Linked DNA regions of Pan troglodytes: region 2 is linked to region 1. The links are chromatin contacts, called in public HiChIP or PLAC-seq maps. All regions are on one chromosome and are shown on one strand. The core of a region is the stretch at or near the end of the contact, and the rest is flanking DNA. Distances in the headings are between cores, read along the strand shown. Region 1 has its middle 10 kb from the start of NTMT1. Region 2 has its middle 100 kb from the start of LINC02913.

Region 1 (6,423 bases), core at 3,305-5,804:
CCTGTTCCCAGTCAGGACTCTCCTGGGGTTTGCAGTCCTGGGGTGTCCCTGAGCACGTCTGTCTGGCAGGATTCCTGGTTGCCAGCCTTGACTCCCCCTGCTTGTCCCTCCCCCCGGCACCCCAGCACTGAAGTCCTGGGGACTCCTCTGAGCCCCAAGGCCCTGGCCCCTCTGCCTCCTCCCTCCTCTCTCCTTCTTCCCCCTCTGTGCTTCCCCTCACACTCTGCAGTAGGCCTCTGGCTTCTCCTTTAGCTCCTGAGCCAAACTCCTTCACACCCCAGGGCCTTTGCACATGCCCTCCTCTCTACCCAGAATGCTCTTCTACCAGCTTCATGGGTTCCCACTTAACATCAGGTCTCAGATGTCACCTCCTCAGGGAAGCCCTCCCAAATGAAACCAGCTCCCCACAGTTCTCCTTGTGTGGCACTTACCACAATCAGGACGGAACAGTGGTGGCATTGCTGGCACACATGGACCATACTCAGTAGCCCCTGAGCTCCAAGAATGCAGAGACTGGACAGGTCCCTAACACAGAGCCTGCCACAGAGAAGGCCCTGAATGAACGCTGCGCAAAGGGATAGGGATCCTATCTGTGAACATCTCCCTGCCACATACCGTGCCTCAGTTTCCCTGCCTATACGGCAAGGGGGAGGGTCCCGTGCCTGCACTTGCAATGCAATGTTTCTCAGATGTTCCCTCTGGGCTTCTGGCAGGGATCACATTCATTTCACGGTATTTGACTTCTTTGATTATCTGATTTTCCAGAGAGGAATTTTAAATCTCTGGGCTGGGGTGGCATCTGCTAGATACCTGGGCACTTGTCCCAGCCCACCAGCCTGGGTACATTCAGCATCATGCTGGAAGCCCGTTAAAACTGCCCCCTCTTGGCAGATTAGGCCCCACGCAGAGACACCCTTCCAGGGCTCTGGAACCATGCAGTGTTTGGTGCGAGTGGGTAAGCAGTACAGCTCTCTTTGGGCAAAGCTCTAAATCAAGTGCAGGGGCATAGGAGCCAGACAGACTGGGTTCCAATTCTGACTCAGTCACTTCTGGTGAGACTGGGGCCCACCATTTACTTTTTATTTGAGATGGAGTCTCGTTCTGTCGCCAGGCTGGAGTGCAGTGGCGTGATCTCAGCTCACTGCAACTGCCACCTCCCTGGTTCAAGTGATTCTCCTGCCTCAGCCTCAAGAGTAGCTGGGATTACAGGGGCGTGCCACCACGCCCAGCTAATTTTTTTGTTTGTTTGTTTTGAGATGGAGTCTCGCTCTGTTGCCCAGGCTGGAATGCAGTGGCGCGATCTCGGCTCACAGCAACCTCCACCTCCCCGGTTCAAGTGATTCTCTTGCCTCAGCCTCCAGAGTAGCTGGGATTACAGGTGCCTGCCACCACGACTGGCTGATTTTTGTATTTTCATTAGAGACAGGGTTTCATCATGTTGGCCAGGCTGGTCTTGAACTCCTGACCTCAGGTGATTCACCTGCTTTGGCCTCCCAAAGTGCTGGGATTACAGGCGTGAGCCACTGTACCTGGCCTAATTTTTGTATTCTTAGTAGCAATGGGGTTTCACCATGTTGCCCAGGCTGGTCTCGAACCGCTGACTTCAGGTGATCCACCCGCCTCGGCCTCCCAAAGTGCTGGGATTACAGGCATGAGTCACTGTGCCTGGCCTCACCATTCACTTCTCTGTGTCTCGGTCCCAGGCCTGCGCAATGGTCGCATCACTGTCAGAGGTGTCTGAACCAGGGCAATTCCATCTTGAATGGGGCTGGGTAAAATGAGGCAAGACCTACTGGGCTGCTGCATTCTCAGACGGTTAAGGCATTCTAAGTCACAGGATGAGATAGGAGGTCGGCACAAAATACAGGCCATAAAGACATTGCTGATAAAACAGGTTGCAGTTAAGAAGCTGGCCAAAACCCACCAAAACCAAGATGGCAACCAGAGTGATCTCTGGTTGTCCTCATTGCTAGACTCCCACGAGCGCCATGACAATTTACAAATGCCATGGCAATGACAGGAAGTTACCCTATATGGTCTAAAAAGGGGAGACATGAATAATCCACCCCTTGTTTAGCATATCATCAAGAAATAACCATAAAAATGGGCAACCAGCAGCCCTCAGCGCTGCTCTATGGTGTAGTCATTCTTTTGAGACGGAGTCTTGCTCTGTTGCCCAGGCTGGAGTGCAGTGGTGCGATCTCAGCTCACTGCAACCTCCGCCTCCTGGGTTCAAGCAATTCTTCTGCCTCAGCCTCCTGAGTAGCTGGGATTACAGGCACATGCAACCATGCCTGGCTAATTTTTGTATTTTTAGTAGAGATGGGATTTCTCCATGTTGGCCAGGCTGATCTCAAACTCCCGACCTCAGGTGATCTGCCCACCTCAACCTCCCAAAGTGCTGGGATTACAGGGGTGAGCCACCGTGCCTGGCCTATTCCTTTACTTTCTTTTTTTTTTCTTCTTCTTCTTTAAGACGGAGTCTCGCTCTGTTGCTAGGCTGGAGTGCTGTGGTGTGATCTTGGCTCACCGCAACCTCCGCCTTCCAGGTTTAAGCTATTCTCCAGCCTCAGCCTCCCGAGTAGCTGGGACTACAGGCGCGCACCACTACGCCCAGCTAATTTTTGTATTTTTTAGTAGAGATGGGGTTTCACCATGTTGGCCAGAATGATCTTGATCTCTTGACCCCGTGATCCGCACACCTCGGCCTCCTAAAGTACTGGGATTATAGGCATGAGCCACCATGCCCGGCCTATTCCTTTACTTTCTTAATAAACTTGCTTTTACTTTATGGACTCACCCTGAATTCTTTCTTGCGAGAGATCCAAGAACCCTCTCTTGGGGTCTGGATCTGGACCCCTTTCCTACACCACCACCTCCCAGCTGGGGTTCTTGTGTTGATCAAGATGCTTCCCAGCCTGGGCCTGACACACAGTAAGTGCCCTGCCCCTCTCACCCCAGAGGCAGTGGCTAAACCTCAAGTCTCTGGGGCCCCAAAAATCTGCGTCAATACCCAGCTCTGCCCCTTGTCTGGCTTCGCAACCTCTCGGTGTCCGTTTCTGGGTCTGTAAAGCGGGGGTGATACTACTCCTGCGCCTGCACCCCACGTTATGTCAGTGTCTGCTTTCCAAATTCCCAGCCTGGACTCACCTCCCCTGTCTGTTTTGCAATCAGTGGGGACCATGGGCAGGGAGGAAGGTGGAGGAAAGCCCAAGTAACTCTGTGTCAAGTCCCAGTTTCCCTGCCAGCTGAGACCTGGGGCAAGCGACACCCCCTCTGCCTCAGGCTGTTCACCTAAAAAAAGGATGTTCTTAATCTACACACAGGGCTCTGTGGGGCTTGGATGGGGCACGCGGACGGCTACAGAATGTCAGGCAGCCACTTCCTTATGGTTACACCAGAAAGGGAGAGCCATTTCCCTCCACCCTTACTTTAGGGACCGGGAAACAGGACGGCAAGAAGGGATGTGCTACACCTCAACCCGGAGGGAGGGCATTCAGCCGCCACCCCCTCCGCCTTCCAGGAAGCTGAGGCCCAGAGAGGGCCAGGCTGGACCACGGGTTACACTGCGGGCAGGGCTTGGCTGATGCAGGAAGCGGTTCCTCTCCGGTGGGATGGGTGGGGTCGGGCAGGTACCCCAAGGAGAGCCCGGGCTCCCAGCTTAGCTTCCTGTTCCTATCTCAGCTGTCCAAGGGCCACTGTTTGTTCCCGAATGCCCCTCCCCAGAAAGGTCCCGTGCCGGGGAGTCCTGGGCAGGGAGTAGGGCATTTAGGAAAGCTGAGGCCCAGCGACAGGTAGGCGCTGGCCTGAGGTCCCACAGCGCAGGCGGGTCCGAAGCCCCCAGTCTGGGTTCAGGCCTCCCCCGCCCTGCGGCGCGGCCTCGTGGCGTCCCCAGCCCTCCGTTCCCGGTCGCTGCCCTGCAGGGACTTGCCCAGCGGGGACGCGCCGGGCCTCCCCGAGGTCTGCGCCCGGCTGCAGCCGCGGGATGAAAGGGGAATCCACCGAAACCCGCCTCCCTCCCAGCTCGCCCGCCCCACCCGCAACCGGATCTGGCGGCGGGCTTTGAAGTCCGCGCCAGCGGCCCCAGCGCTCGGGCGGCTCCGGAGACTCCGGGAGGCCGACTTGAAAGGGCACGCCGCGGGCCGGTCCAGCCTTCCCGGGACAGGGCCGGGGAGAGCGGGGAGGAGGAGGGGAGGGGCGGGAGGGGGAGAAAGGGGAGAGTGAAGGGGAGGGGACGGAGGGAGGGACAAAGGGTCCCGCCTGACGCCCTCCCCAGGGCCCAAGGGCGGCCCAGCCCCGCGCTAGGAGCGAGGAATGAGTTATCCCGGCATTCAAGGCCCTGCCATGGGTGCCCTGCGCGCCACCCGTTTCTTCCTCCCTCCTGGCCCCTTGGCCAGACAGAACTGGTTCTCAGCTACTGCCTCACTCCGGCCTTAGCACACGCTGTTCCTTCTGCCAGGAGCGCCTTTCCCATCTTCCCCTCCCAGGCTCCAGCCTCAGCTCCTCCCTGCGGGGGATGGGAGGGAAAGGCGTCCTCTCTTCCCGTGGGGCCTCCCATAAACCTCCCGCCCTACCCTCTTCCCAGGTGCCCTCCTCCCCGGCCCCCTGCCTCAGCGTTCCCCAAGGCTGCTCAGACTCTGGTAATCCCTGGCCCAGAACCCCAGCTGTGGACACCTGGAGGGCATCCTCGCATCCCTCAGTCTGGACAGCTGTGGGTGGGCGCAGGAGACAGGGAGAGGGGGTCCTTCGATCATAGCGATCACAATAGTAATAAGCCTTGGGGACTGGTCAGTGTGTGGGCGGGTGCTGAGAGAATTCCAGGGTCCTAGAGCCCATCGGCCCCGCGCACTGGAGCCTTATAGCTTCCAATGCACCCATGCAGGCGCACCATAGCCTCTTTCTCCTCCCTGCCCATCAGATTGCAAAGCTGGGTGACCCCTCTCCCGACCTCCAGCCGGGACCTCCTCCTCACTGCAGAGGGCCCCCAGCTGCTGCCTCGGCCCTTGGGTTCAACCACTGGCAGCCCCTAGAAAGCTCCAGCCCCGCCCCCAGGATTCTCTGTCCTCAGAGTCCCAGGAGGCTTTGCAGCTGTCTCCTGGAACCCTCTCCTCTGCCCACCTAGTGGGCTGATTGCCTGGTTTCTCCCAGCTCCCCAGGGCTGCTGGCTGAGGACAGAGTTTTTGTTCCAAGTTGCAGATGAGGACGCTGAGGCCCACAGAGAAGTTGAGGTCTCGAAGCTGGTGGGATTGAGGTGGCCATGCTGGCCCCTGAGGAGCTAAGAGAGAGGGGCCCCCAACAGGCTGTGTCTAATAGGACAAGAGTGCCGCCATCTTCACAAGTCTCCACCATCTTAAAAGTATCAAGTTTCCATGTCTCAAAACTGTCCGCAAATGTCAACCCTGCCCATAGCTTCCACAGAGCATAAGGCTGTAACTGCAACAGAACCTCACAAAGTCCCCAACAGTCACAACCAGCCAGCACTTCCCCAACTCCTCCACATAGAATCTTTCCTCAAAGCACACTTCCGGGCTGGGCGCGGTGGCTCATGCCTCTAATCTCAGCACTTTGGGAGGCTGTGGTGGGCAGATAACCTGAGGTCAGGAGTTCAAGACCAGCCTGGCCAACATGGTGAAACCAGGTGTCTACTAAAAATACAAAAAATTAGCTGGGTGTGGTGGCAGGTGCCTGTAATCCCAGCTACTCAGGAGGCTGAGGCAGGAGAATTGCTTGAACCTGGGAGGCGGAGGTTGCAGTGAGCTGAGATCCCACCATTGCACTCCAGCCTGGGCAACAGGAGTGAAACTCTGTCTCAAAAAAAAAAAAAAAGCACACTTCCCCAACCAGGCCCTTTAAAAAGCCTCAGGCTATATGAGAAGCTTGCTCCTGAGCCTGCTGGCCAGAAGCCCTTCTCAGGTTTACTCTTAATAAATCCATCTCCACTGTAGAACTGCCTTCTTGCCTCTTCTTTCCTTCATCTTTCTATTCCAATACTTGCTGCCAAAACCCGGGATGAGTCTTGGGGCTGAGAACTCTTGCAACCCAGGAAGCAGTGGGCCCCGACAGCTCATCCCTGGCTAATTCCTGGATCCTGAGGGTTCTCTGGCTTCCCGCCTAGTCCCTCAACTCTTCCTCTTTTTTAAAAGTGATTTGCATGAGGTAATTGAGTGACCGGAGAGGACTTCGAGGCTGTGGCCAGGGCTACCCCTGGATGGGTTCTCAAAACTCCCGGACCCAGAATTTTGCCTCCAACCGCTGGATCTGGGCAATTTACTTTCTTCTCCCCCACGGCTCCAGTTTGAGAGGTCCTTTGCTGGTTCCCTCTAAAACATCCAACACCAGACACTAATTAGTAAGGTTTGCCCCCACCTGTCTCTCCTGTGCTACCCAGGAGACTCAGGTCCGCAGTCCCGGTCTCCTGGGGAC
Region 2 (6,281 bases), core at 3,460-5,959, 180 kb after region 1:
AGGCAGATCCCAGGGCCCAGGGCGGGAATGGGTTCTCAGGGGAGTAGTTAGTTGGATGCTTCCTCACCTGCTTGGAATTGTAGAAATACAGAACAGGAGATGCCACAATGCACCACCTTTGCCATGACCTGACTCCCCCACCCCAAAATTCATATGTCAAGACATAATCTGCCCCAAGCATGGTGGCTCACGACTGTAATCCCAGCACCTTGGGAGGCTGAGGCAGGTGGATCACCTGAGGTCAGGAGTTCCAGACCAGCCTGGCCAACATGGTGAAACCCTGTCTCTACTAAAAATGCAAAAATTAGCCAGGCGTGGTGGCACACACCTGTAATCCCAGCTACTCGGGAGGCTGAGGTGGGAGCATTGCTTGAACCCGGGAGGCGGAGGCTGTAGTGAGGCAAGATCACACCACTGCATTCCAGCCTGGGTGACAGAGGGAGACCCTGTCTCAAAAACAAACAAAAACAAACAACACCATTATCTGCAATGTGTATTAAGAGATGAGGCTTCTGGGAGGTGATTAGGTCATGAGGGCTCCATCCTCATGAATGGTATCTGTGCTTTTAGGCAAGAGGCCTGGGGAGCCTGCTCGCCCTTTCCACCATGTGAGGACAAGGCTATAAGGCACCATCTGTGAGGAAAGGGCCCTCATCAGACACCAAATCTGCAGGCACCTTGATCTTGGACTTCTCAACCTCCAGAAATGTGAACAATAAACTTGTTTATAAATAACCCAGTCTAAGGTATTTTGTCATAGCAGCCGAATGGACGAGGACACCCTTTTTTGAACAGGTAGAAGAGAGTGGCCTCCAGGGAGTGTGATCTGCCCAAGGTCACCTGGCGAGCTTGGCTGAGGAAGGTGTGCAGAGCCCAGTGTCAGAGCCCCCGAGACGCCCTCTCCTCTCCTAGTGCCCTGTGCACTTGGGCTTAGTTGTTTTGCATCCTTTTGAGAATGTGAGTCCCTCAGAGGGAGGAACCTGGGCACGTCACATAAGGCTTTGGCTCAAGATGGGTGCTCAGTAAACACTGGGTGGACAGATGGGCAGAAGGAAGGAGACAAGGAAAGGAGGAAGGGAAGGAGGGAATGGGTGAGTGGATTCATGGATGGATGGATGCATGGAAGCCAGGGAGGGAGGATGAGTCACTGGGAGAGGATGGATGGAATGGAAGGATGGATGGATGGATGATGGGTGAACGGATGAAAGGAAGCAAGCCAGCATAGATGGAATGAGTGATGGAATTGATTGTCCCCTGCACCTGGAGGCCTCCAGTGACTCAGCCACAGAGGTCAGGAAGCTGGAGACGTGAGCAGGCGGCTCACCCCATGGTCCCCTCCCCCTCCCCCCCCGATATTTTCATTAGGACACATCTGCTGCACCTGGCCCCTCGGCCCCTGCCCTGCGAAGCTGCAGACGCCTCTGCTGGCTTTATTAAGGACCTATTAACCCAACGGCTCCAGGCAGGGCTAACGATGCTGTCACTGCAGATGCTGGTTTGGTAGAGAGCCTCAGAGGGCCTCAGTAGGGAGCGCCAGGAACCTAAGGTTACAGCGAGGTCTTTAGAGCTGCACAGGCCTGCCTGATTTAATCCCAGTTCTGCTAATTGGCTGTGTGGCCTTGGGCAACTTACTTCCCTTCTCGGAGTGGGAGCTTCCCCACCTATAAAAGGGTCATAATGTGCTTGTTTGAGGATTCACTAAGCTAAAGCATTACAACACCTAACCCAGAGTAAGAACTTGTTATAACCAGCAGCATATCCGAGGATCCCCCGGGAGCCAGGTCCAGGGTGGAGCGCTCACACACAGCAGCCCCCATCTTTAGGATCAGGCAGGTGCTGTGACCCACCCTATTTCATGGATGAGGAAACTGAGGATAACAGGAGATGAAGTGCTTGGCCAAAGCCACCGTGCCAGGCAGTGACAAGGCTGAGATTCAAACGTGGGCCGTGGAGACCGTGACTGGGCCATGTCCTGCCGGCTACTGAGCAGGAACAAAGGCCGGGGCGGGAGGGCGGGGCTGGAGGGGTGCTTCTCCCACCAGCTTCTGGAGGTGACAGCACGGAGGAGGGGAGGGGAAGCTGGGACAATCTCGCTGATTTACGGCTTCCAGCGGGATTAACTGCACCATCTGGAGGCCACACGTCCACCCGGGTGTGTTAGGAACCCCAACCCTTCGGTGTAAATGGCAGGGGGAGACACGGTGGATGGCAGATCAGCTGTGAGCTGCCGGGTTGACTGTGGGGACCATGTGGGGCCCACCTGGCTTTCTTCAAGCCACCATCTACCCCTGAGGATGTCTCCCACTGAGGGGGCTGGATCTGCACCAGACTCAGAAGATTCCAGAATGGCTGGATCCAAGGGTTCAAATACAAAGGGAGGGCTGTGGCCGGAGCCACCGAAAAGTACAGGGGGTGAGCAGGAAGGGCAGGGGAACAACAGAGACAGGAGCAGCAGCTGGACACTCGCTCTCAGGGGTGTGTGACAGCGACTGCACCATCTTCCAGCTGTGTCCCCAGCAAGTGACTTCACCTCTCTGAGGCTCTGCCCCTTCATCTGTGAAAGTGGGATCATCGTGGTCTTTACCTCACTTGGTTGTTTTGAGGGCAGAATTAGATAAGGAAATGTACAGACCTCGGTGGAGTACCTGGCACTGAGTAAGTTCACAATCAATGGCGGTTGTGATTATTATCCCCATTTGCCAGATGGGAAGACTGAGGCTCAAAGCAGCTCAGGGACTTGCCTCGGATTACACAATGGGTTGGTGGCAGAACCCCTGGCCTCGGCTTCTCCTGACCCCAGTCCAGTGCTCTTTTCCTGGAGGCTGGACCAAAGATGAACCTGCCTTGGGACACAGCCAGCCCCAGAGTGTCAGAGACCCAAGGTGGCCATCCTGGGTCACACCAGCTCCAATGACAGCTTCCATGTTCTAGCACCTACTGTGCACCAGATGCCATGCCACGAGCTTGTGTGCACCACCTCCAGGAGCCATCACCACCTGTGACACGGGCACTGCGCTATCCCTGTTGTCCAGATACACAAGCTGTGGCTTCGGCAGAGCCGGGATCCACCGCCAGGACTGTCTGGTCCTGGAATCCCGGTTCTCAGCACAGGCTACTGCTGGGCCAAGGTGGGGCTTCTCTAGACTGCAGCGACAGCTCCCAGGCGCCTTCTCCCTATGTGTTCATCTTCTCCTTCAAGGAGAGACGGCAATATGGCACCCAGCCCCCCACCGTGGATCCTAAGTCTTCTGGACACCAGACAAGTTTCCCCTGCAGGGCGGGGTTCCTTTCTCACATCTGGAAAAGGGGCGGGGGGGAAGGAGGGAAGAAGAAACATCAGCCCTAGCCCCTCCCTCCCTTCAGCCAGCACAGGGCCGCAGTGGGGGCTCAGGCTGCTAGGCGATGGTGGCAGGGAGGAGATTTGAAGCATGCGGTCCCCCTTCCCCGCACACCCTGTCTACATTCCCATCTGGTCAGCCTGCTCGCTGAAAGTTGAAGTCCGCCTTGTACAAAAAAACAAAAGCCTCCCCTTTCCAATGCAGAAAGCCCCAGAGACCGGGGCCACTCCGCTTGCCTTCTCTCTTGGCCAGTGTGGCCAGGACAGGGGCCGGGGAAATGACAGCTGCCCTGCTCAGGGGAGAGAGATCCCAGTCCTGGCTTGGGTCCTCTCTGGGGCCATACCCCAGGAGCAGCTCGCGGAGCCTGTCCCCGCTGACTCCCACCCGCTCCTGCCTCGCCCGGCAGCCCAGGCCCCGCGACCCCTCCCCCTAGGACCTCCCGGCCTGGCCATCCGAGATGACCCTTGCCCCTTCCCCACAGAAGCCCAGACCTCTGACCCTTATTAAAAACAAACCAAACAAAATCTGGAGAGAAAAAAAATTCTCCACAAACACCTGAGAGATGATCGCGTGTCCCTGGCGCACGTACACACACACACACGCACACACACCCCAGCCTCAGACACGCGAGGCCGCCTCCACATAAACACGCTACTGGAGGGCGGGTTTTGTTTATGAAACGTCCAGGTTTCTCTCAACTTTGGGACGGGTGTGGACTGTTTCAGAGTTTTCTGCGGGATGAGGGAGCCTGGGGGCGGCAAGGATGTATTTTCTGCTTTGTGCTCTTTGCTGGTTCAATCCGGGGAGGGGGATACTGAACAAAAGGACCAGAAAACCCAGGAAGGGGGCCCCGGGGCAGCACCCCCACCCCCAGGGGAGGTCGGGCTCCGGGAGGGCAGCCCCGGGGCCTGGGAAGCCCGGACTGGGCCTGAGCTCCGGAGGGCGGGGCTGCTGGCCCGCGTCCCCTCCGCGTCCCCGCGATGGGCCCAGGGTCTGTCGCTTCGAAAACGTCTGGGACCGCTGGGCCGGGGTTCCTGCCCCCTCCTCTCCTGGCCTACAGCGCCTGGAAACCAAGGAATCCGCCCGGAACAATGGCGGGGCGGCTTTCCAAAGGCAAACAAGGAACGATTTGGCTTTTCCTTCCCCCGGCCCCCGAACCACTACCCGAGCGGGCGGCAGGGGCAGGTCTGGGGGTCCAGGTGGCCCCGGCGCGGCGACGGGACACACCCGCGACGCCCTCGTGGGCCAGGCCCCGCTGCGCATGCGCGGGTTGGGGCGCAGGAGGCCGCGGCCGCCCGCGCAGCCTCGCTCTGGCCCGGTCTCCGTGGCAACGGGCTGGGGGGAGGGGCCGGGCGGCGCGGGCCGCGGTGGCTGCTATTTCTGCCGCTTCCTGTTCCTCGCGGCCACGTCGCCATGGCAACGGTGTTACTCACCGCGGCCGCTTCCCGGCTCGGCTGGCGCGCGTGACCCCGGCCGCTCGCGCCCCCTCGTCTCTCACTTGCTGTGTTTTCCCCTCTTCCCCCGGGCGTCCTCCTCCTCCTGCACCCCGGGCCCCCCAAGCAGCGCGCCCCGGTGCCCCCCACCCTTCCCCCTCCTCCCCGGTGCCCACGGCCCGGGACGAGGGGGAGGGAGATTGATGGGGGACGCTTATTAAAAAACATTGTAACCGTTTCCGTTTTTATTACGTTGACAAGGGAGCGTTATTTACTGTTATTGTTTGCCGAGCGGGCCGCGCCGGAGCGCGGGCAGCCCCCCGGGAGCTCACCTTCAGGCCGCGGCGGGCGGGGGCCGGGGCGGGGGGCAGGGCGAGAGCAGGGGGCGTCGGGCGGCCGCGCACCCCGGGGCCCTGCTCCTCGCCCCTTCCCCCGCCAGCCCGTCCGGGCCCCGCGGCGGGGCGCGTTGGCGCGGGGAGGGACTGCAGAGGCCCGGTGACTCGCGTTGAAGGAGAAAGGCAACAAAAAATAAAAAAGGAACAGATGACTTCATTCTCGGGAAGGCTCCGTCCTACACGGACCAATTTCCTGGGGACTGTGGTGGAACAGCCCTGCTGCCGTTGGAAGCACTTAAAACTAAACCAGATAAAGACCAGAACATTCTGGGCCCTGCTGAACCAAGCCAGGGCAGGCTGCCGGGGCATGCAATTGCTGGCCACATGGGGAGGTGGGTGGCCTCCCTCCACCCTCAAAGGGCGCCTGGCTTCCAGTGTCCCAAGATTGGGGGTCCTGTGGGGAGGTGTCCACCGGGATCAGATGGGCCTGAAGGACGCCCCCAAGCCCCTGCTGGGATGTTAGTGTCATCCTGCTAATTAAAGTTTGTGATTCTGTTCCTAACTCAGCTCCCCACTCTTGGACATTATCAGCTCAAATGCATACAGTTGCTGCTCTGGACAGAGAAGCCAGAGGAAAAAGCCTCTGCAGTGCACACCATACCATGGGTTCAGAAAAACAAATGTTGGCCGGGCACGGCCCGCCTGTAATCCCAGCACTTCGGGAGGCCGAGGCAGGAGGATCACTTGAGGCCAGGAGTTTGAAACCAGCCTAGTCAACATGGCAAAACCCAGTCTCTACTAAAAATACAAAAATTAGGCGTGGTGGTGCACACCTGTAATCCCCGCTACTAGGGAGGCTGAGGCATGAGAATCACTTGAACCTGGGAGGTAGAGGTTGCAGTGAGCCAAGATCATGCCACTGCACTCCATCCTGGGCAACAGAGCAAGACTCCATCTCAAAAAATAAAAATAAAAAAAAATGTTTACACTTACAAGCAACTCCTAGTGAACAACCCAGGTTTTGGAAACAACTTTCAGCGACCCCTTTAGCCTGTTTCATGTTTTCTTTTTCTTTTTCTCTTCCAAGGACATGCGGTTAGCCTTTGGTCACGGAGACCTTTGCCCTTTCAAGATAAAGTGATCTTCAGCTCTGTTCCCAGCACCAGCCGCTCTCA

The links. HiChIP or PLAC-seq counts read pairs in DNA pulled down with a chosen protein or histone mark.
Region 2: an H3K4me3 HiChIP or PLAC-seq map of stem cell-derived excitatory neurons shows a contact between it and region 1, with 6 times the contacts expected there. The contact joins two enhancer-like sites. A contact is called at or near these places in 1 of 7 Hi-C or Micro-C datasets (stem cell-derived neural progenitor cells) and 1 of 1 datasets of contacts at active chromatin or transcription factors (stem cell-derived excitatory neurons).

The regions. Positions count from the first base shown.
Region 1 is chr11:8,854,762-8,861,184 of NHGRI_mPanTro3-v2.0_pri, forward strand. No RefSeq gene overlaps it. Among named protein-coding and RNA genes, the nearest start is that of NTMT1, 10 kb to the left of the region's middle. Within about 2 kb of position 4,555, at least 10 of the 24 cell types and tissues checked have an H3K27ac peak or open chromatin away from gene starts, as enhancers often do. A contact at or near this core is called in stem cell-derived excitatory neurons and stem cell-derived neural progenitor cells, where this site is marked.
Region 2 is chr11:9,038,237-9,044,517 of NHGRI_mPanTro3-v2.0_pri, forward strand. No RefSeq gene overlaps it. Among named protein-coding and RNA genes, the nearest start is that of LINC02913, 100 kb to the right of the region's middle. Within about 2 kb of position 4,710, at least 24 of the 24 cell types and tissues checked have an H3K27ac peak or open chromatin away from gene starts, as enhancers often do. A contact at or near this core is called in stem cell-derived excitatory neurons and stem cell-derived neural progenitor cells, where this site is marked.